Linked DNA regions of Capsicum annuum: region 2 is linked to region 1. A link is a contact called in public Hi-C data. All regions are on one chromosome and are shown on one strand. Each heading gives the region's core, a stretch centred on a gene start, on an enhancer-like site or on the middle of the called end of the contact. The rest is flanking DNA. Distances are from core to core; before and after follow the strand shown.

Region 1 (3,570 bases), core at 572-3,071:
ATTATTATTACTATCCCATCACTATTAGTATTATTATTATTATTATTACTGTACTACTTACTACTACACGTATTACAAACTATCTACTATTACTACACATTACGTACTATTCTACTACTATTACTATTAATTATTATTATTTACTATTTATTTATTTATTATTTAATTAAATTTCATTCGAATATATTTTATAACATTACAAATTTTAAGATGGATAAATTTATAAAAGAGTAAAAGTCTATTTAAAACTCGATGATATATTTTCAAATTCAAATATTTTCTAATCTTTTAAACCTTTTCAAATTTAATCTTCTTTAATTCAAAAATTTTATTACAATACTATCAAGTTTGTCCTAAAAACTGCCACATGACTTTCTATTCTTCTGTCACGTGGCTTCTTGTCTTACTTTTAGTTTTGCTTATATATATATATATCTATCTATCTATATATATATATATATATATATATATATATATTTATATAGGATTGGTTGATTTAGATTAGGTGACGTGAACTTCTAATAAGAGGTAATGTGGAAAAAATAATTTTGTAAAATCAACATTGCAAAATAATTACACAAATAAATTTTTCTGTAACGACAGTGACATAGATGAGTCAAATTTATAACGGAGGATAGTCTCGGGTTCGAGCCCTGGGTATGGAGAAAATTCAGTTGGGAGCGCCACCTCCAAAATGAGCCCTGTAGTGCCCGATCCGAATTAACAAAACCCAGAGTCTCAAATTAATACTCAACTGTAAAACTAAGAACAAAAGATTCCAAGATCAAAATTCGAATCATAGAATCTATATATGTTTGTGTATGTAAAGAGTGCGTAGACTAATAAAAGAACATCATAATGGTATTATCTGGGGCTCCAATGTGGAAATCAAATATCGAGTAAAAAATTAAAATAAATCATTTTAAACTAAAAAAGGCCAAAAATATCCTTATAATGTATTAGAAATGACTCAAATATACCTTCCTTCCACCTATTGGATAAACAATACCCTCCATCCACCTATGTGGATAAAAAATGTCCCTACGGTTATCAAAGGCCTAAAATTATCCCTCATTTTAGGAGAAGCTGATATGACATAAATGATTTTGTAAATTAAATATGTGATACTATTTTTATTGATCCACATGTAATTAGACCCAATTTATTCATAATTTATCCATTAATCCAAGCCCAACACCCATCATCCAGGGCTTTATCCCAGTCGAAAAAATTCTCTTTTCTCTTTGTCTACAAGCTTTCTCTATCAGTTGTTTTTTCAAATAGAGGGTTTCCCGATAGTCTACTTCATCAAGATAATCTTTTTTTTTTTAAATATCTCAATCTTTCAAATTGAGATTTGATCAGTATCCAAATAGGATGTAACTAATCATATTCATTGTCTTCATCTTTTGAGTCTAAGAGAGAAACATCATCAATTTCATTTTCAGCTCTAACATTCTTATCTGAGTATGATGCTTTAAAAAGGATGAGAGAAGATGTGGAAGAGAAGACAATAAGTTTGAATTAATGACTAGAATTGTGGAGAAATTTGGGTTTAATTATATGTGAACCAATAAAAAGAGTATCACATAATTAATTTTAAAATATTATTTATGCTACATCTGCTTCTTCTGTTAAAAAGAGGGATAGTATTAGACCTTAATTTAACTTTAAGGGTATTTGTTATTCAAATTAGTGGATGAGAAGTATTTTTGATTCAGGAAGACATTTTTGAGCCATTTATAATATATTAAGAATATTTTTGATCCTTTTCCTCATTTTAAATAGTTCAATATTTGAGCGTTTTTTTTTTTTTTCAAAAAATATGTCAAGTGTGTTCAATGCAAACAATTAAAAACCCTCTCACCTCTCACTATTACTCCACTTTACGTGCTTCTATTTTCCCTTCCATATGGACACATCTTTAGTACAAAAACGCCATTTAGACACACCCGCAGCCTCCACTCCCACCGCCAAGCGCCGCCACCTTTCCACCGCAACTTCCTTCCGTACACCACCACCGCCTCCTCCTCCGTCGCTTTTTCCGAAGCTCTCTCCCGGTGAAACTTTCTTCAAAATCCTCTGTCCGGCTGATAAAACTGGCGGCTTAATCGGCAAAGGTGGCGCTACAATCCGCCAGGTTAGAGAAGAAACCGGTGCCAAAATCCGGATTGATGATTCGCTATCAGGGTGCGATGAGCGTGTTATAGTTATTATAGCTAATTGCAATGTGGAAGAAGTTGTGAATGATGAGGAGTTGTCGTTGTCGATGTCGGCATCGCAGGCGCAGCGAGCGTTGATTAGAGTTTTTGAGAGGATTTTGAAAGTGGATGAGGAAGGGAATGCGGAAGGCGAAGGGAGGAAGGATATAAATGTGGTTTGTAGGTTGTTAGCACCGAGTTATCAGGTTGGTTGCGTGCTTGGAAGAGGAGGGAAGGTTATTGAGAAGATAAGATTAGAGTCTGGAGCTCAAGTTAGGGTTTTGTCAAACGATCAGATTCCTCCTTGTGCTTCACCTGGCGACGAGTTAATTCAGGCAATGCACTTCCTTCATCACCCTAATTTTACTTCCCTGTCCCAGTTTATATAATGTTGTTTGACTTGGCATGGACTTGTGGTCTTAAGCAAGTCATAGATGTTTGTGTGGCTATAAATCAATCTCATTAAAGTAAAATGGACATTTTAAAGTTAAATTGTTATTGTTAAGATAGAAAAATATCATTCTTCTTGGAACCGACTAAAAATGAAAGTTTGTTAGGTAAATTGGGACAGAGGAAGTATCATTTATCACATGGAGTAATTTGTTTTCTTTGTACCGAAGCTGAGTTTTATGCTTGTTTGGTACTTAAAGGAGCACTAGTAGAAAGAGTGGATTTTCCGATGTGTAAATTACTCCCTCCGTCTTATTTTACTTGGCCTCTGCTAAAAATTGATGTTTCGTTTTTACTTATCCGTTTTAGCCAATCAAGAGAGTTTTACTATTTTTTTTGCTCTACTATCAAGTTTACAGCTACAAAGCATCATCCATAAGGTTAGTTTAGTAAAATCCACCTTTAATTAAAGCTTCCTTTAGGGGTGTGGTAGGTCAAGATGGGCCAAATAATATGAAGATGGTCAAGATGGGCCAAATAATATGAAACGAGGGGGTAATTAAAGCTTTCTTAGGGGGTGTACCCGCATATTTCTCTGGGGGTCTTACAAAAAAGGGATTAGGTTTTAGTCAACATGAGCCAAGTAACATGAAACAGAGGTAGTAGCTAAATACTCAAAAAGTGGAATAAATGTTCCTTTATGATAGATTCTCTGTTGTCTTGTGTGCTCAGATTTCCAAAGTATAGTTTCATCAATAGCAGTATCCAAAATGGAATTTAAGAGGAAGAAGTTGGAATATATTAGTACTATACTTGGGTTTGTAGAGATATGTTGAAATAATTGAAAGACAAAATTGAGTCAGTAAAAATGTTACATCTAATTGAAAATATCAAATAACAGTATGTTTTCCGTCCAATTCACTGTAACAAGATTGTAAGTTCTGCCTATTAAGGAACTAAGTTATTTAGAACTGTCCAG
Region 2 (3,890 bases), core at 429-2,928, 370 kb before region 1:
CTAATACGTTTTAAAAGTATGTATTACATAACAACATACATGTTGTAAAACGTTTATTACTTGTAAAAAAATTACAGAATTTGTTAATACTATGCACATTTATAATGTATGATGCTATATCATACATTGATACGAATATATAATCAAATATTATACATTCGTAAGTCTACTGGAATGACATAGTTTCACTATACATTGCTTTGAATGTATAACAACTTATTATACATTCAAACGTTTACTGAAAAGGCAGACATTTATTATACATTGATTTGACTTTATAAAAACATATTATACATTCGTAAATTTACTAGAATGATACTCTATATAATTTTTTTTTTTTAAAAAATTGAATTCAGTTAAATTTTGTTATTGTATTTCTAACATCATACATTTTAAAAACGTATAATGCTATATCATACATTTATTACACATTAACTATTAATGTACAACGGTTTAATACACCGTGCTTTTCAATAATTACTTACTCCTATAGAGGGTAAGTTACATAATTAATGTGCATTTATAATCATGTTCTAACTTCAAGTTATATGATTACGAACTATGATATAGGAAAAAAGCTTAAAATTTTTATACTAATATAAATCATTGATTAAAGAAATTAACATCTATAATCAATAAAAAAAAAATATACTACTTGCTCCAGCATTTCAAAAAAAAATTAATAAAAATATTTATACAACCAAAACCATTCAAAGCATCCGCATATAGAAAACCTCATTATATTCTTCATGATTCCTTTGGAAAGAAATCGCAAGTCTTGCGGTTGTGATTGACTCGTCCGCATTTATCGAAATTACTATTGCGTCACTTTTGTATGATGTATAAATAATTTCTGACTCCCGAATTCCAGAATGTCGCAACAATACAGGGTTATTCATATTGATTTTACTAGTATTGAAGAACGTATGTAGAAGAAGATTTTAGTAGTTTTAAAGAACGGGTGCAGAAGAAAGTGGTTGTTTTTTGACTTATCAGATCTTGAAGCACGAGAAAAAAAATTATGTATAATTTTTTTTTTTAAAATTCAAATATCAGTTACATGTTCTATCAATGAACGACTTAATGTTGGCTAATTACTGCCTTTAATTAAAGAACTGTAAAATAATTTATTTTCATTGCCTAAAAAATTTATATTGTTTACACTTTATTTTACACTATCTCTTAAATGGACCCAAACAAGATAAATTGGTCTAGAAATAACCCTAAACTATAATCTTCAGAGAGTTTTATTACCAAACTTCTTCTAATAAAATGGGATAATTATCCTGGGAACATGTTAATTTTGTTTATCCGAGAACTTGGGATAATTATCCTGAGAACATGTTAATTTTGTTTATTCAAAAATAAGTTCTATTGGAATAAGTTATAGATCATATATGTAGAATAAATATTTTACAATTAAGTTATATATTGTGATAAATAATCTAAACTTCAACCAAATATAAAATAAAATAATTTACAGTTGTCACGAAATTATTAGACCTTATGCCTTATACCTTCCTAACATAATTCTTCCTCCAATCTATTCACTAGCAAAAGGTGCATCACCTAACCACCTTCCGCATGAGTGGGATCTATTAATCCTACATGGCAAACTACAATTGGATACGTTTTTCTACTATAATTTTTGTCTTCACCTGATGATCCATTTGATTTTGACCCCATAAATTCGATCCTGCAAAAAGTAAATTGCGGCGTCAGAAATTTATTGCATTAAAATTAAAAAGGCACTGTCCTTTTCTTGTTTTTCTGTTTCATTTATATATTCAAAAAAAAAAAAAGAATGTTTTGTTTAGATTCACTAAATATGAAAATGGCTGATCTTTATTTAAGGATAATTTATCAAATTCAATTTATTCCTATTGGATATATTTGATTTCAGGTTTATTATGTATGTATATTGATTGTGGAGAATCAAGAAAACTGTTAAAGTTACAATCTTTTTGCTGTTTGGTGATTTGAATATCTTTCTTTTTTTTTTTTGGTTTCTTTCATAGGGGGTGTTTCTGAATTGATTTTCTTGAAGTGGGGTTTGTTGTGTTTTTGTTTCAGATGCTAGTTGTGATATCTATGGATTTGGAGAATGCTAATTAATTAATCATGAGTTTTGTAAAGCATCAAGAATAGTGGCTTGTTAGGGGTATAATCAGTAAAGAGTTTGTTAATTCTTGAATGTCAGACACTTGTTATGGGCTTTTAAGGTTAAAGTTTCAATCTTTTGATGTTGAGGTGATTCGGATATTGTCTAATGTTTTTTCCTATTGGCGTTAAGAACTTTTTGTACGGGGTGTTTGTGAATTGGTTTTCTTGAAGTGGGGTGGTTGTGTTTTCGATTCAGATGACAGTTTAAAGGGTGCCCATTTTTGATATCTATAAGTTTGTGAAGAGTTTTGTTGATTCTTGAATGGCAGCCACTTGTTAAGGGGCTTTAATCTGTTGGTTGGATCAGAAAGTTTCAAACTTTTTCTGTTGAGGTGATTTGGGTGTACATATTTTTTGGTTTCTTTCCTATTGGGATTTTCTGAATTGATTTTCTTGAAGTGGGGTTGTCATGTTTTTGATTCAGATGACAGTTGAAAGCAATCCCATTTTTGTGCCAGTGGATTTGGAGAATGCTGATTGGTTAACCATGAGGTGTAAAACATCAATAATAGTGGTTCTATGATCAGTGAAGAGTTTGTTGATTCTTGAATGCCAGCCACTTGTTAGGGGGCTTAATGGGACCTCTTTCTTAAGGTTAAAAGTTTCAATCTTTTGCTATTGAGGTGATTTGGATATCTATATTTTTTGGTTCTGAATTGATTTTGTTTAAGTAGGGTTATCGTGTTTTTTGATTTGGATGATAGCTTAAAGAAATCTCATCTTTGTGCCAGAGTTACTTTTGATATCTATGGGTTTGGAGGATACTGATTGGTTAATCATGAGTTGTAAAGCATCAATAATCAGTGAAGAGTTTGTTGATTCTTGAATGCTTAGTTTTGTTGGTTGGATAAGACCTCTTCTTTAAGGTTGATTTGTTCCTGTAATTGTATATATGGAGTTTTGTTACTGAATGAGGAGGTCATAGGAATGAGAGGCAAAGGCCTCTAGTTTGTTTGATGGATGCCTCAAATAGGACATTCTCTGATCTGTTGAAGTTACTGAAGTCATGGATCCCTTGGCGGTCTGAGCCTGATAATGTGTCGAGGGATTTTTGGATGCCCGATCACAGTTGTAGGGTGTGCTATGACTGTGATTCTCAATTCACTTTGTTTAACCGGAGGCATCACTGTCGTCTTTGTGGACGAGTTTTCTGCGCCAAGTGCACGTCCAATTGGATTCCTTCTCCATCCAATGATCCAAGACCACTACGAGAAGAGTGGGAAAAGGTCAGGGTTTGCAATTATTGTTTCAAACAATGGGAGCAAGGTTTAGTTTCTAGTGTTCATCATGGAGCTCAGGTTGCTAATCTTCATGCCAGTTCTTCGCTTTCTACAGCCAGTTTTATCAGCTTCAAGTCTAGTGGAACCGCTGACAGCAGTAGCATTACCTATGTTTCGGTGCCACCTTCTTGTGTACTTAGCCCATGCAAATCGTCTGTAACGGAATCTTCTCTAGACAGACAAAATGTTGCAACAGTTAGAGGGAGCTGTGATCCTGCTGATACAGGAGTTTTGGACCCTTCTCTAAACCAATATGCATTTTCCGCAACAAGGTTCACCCGACATCTTCTATTATCAGTTCAATTTCAACCAGTTAATGAAAAAGAAATCAAACCAACTATTATTATGTCCTTCGTTGTTGCTTGGAAAGTAGCAACATTTATGAGTTCCTTTGTTTTCAAATGTGAATGGAGATTGCCTTAAACACTATGGACATCTCTTAGTTAG

The links. Hi-C and Micro-C count contacts between places; a contact is called where the count stands out from the background.
Region 2: a contact with region 1 is called in a Hi-C map of placenta, with 4 times the contacts expected there. The contact joins the promoter of LOC107870845 here to the promoter of LOC107850391 in region 1. A contact is called at or near these places in 2 of 5 Hi-C or Micro-C datasets (leaf and placenta).

The regions. Positions count from the first base shown.
Region 1 is chr12:198,133,083-198,136,652 of UCD10Xv1.1, reverse strand. It overlaps LOC107850391 (KH domain-containing protein HEN4), which reads left to right and starts at 1,821. Exons shown (of 11, transcript XR_007048283.1): 1 at 1,821-2,536.
Region 2 is chr12:198,507,437-198,511,326 of UCD10Xv1.1, reverse strand. LOC107870845 (1-phosphatidylinositol-3-phosphate 5-kinase FAB1B) reads left to right here and starts at 1,678. Exons shown (of 13, transcript XM_047400947.1): 1 at 1,678-1,748; 2 at 2,588-2,786; 3 at 2,895-3,715. The coding sequence starts at 3,120.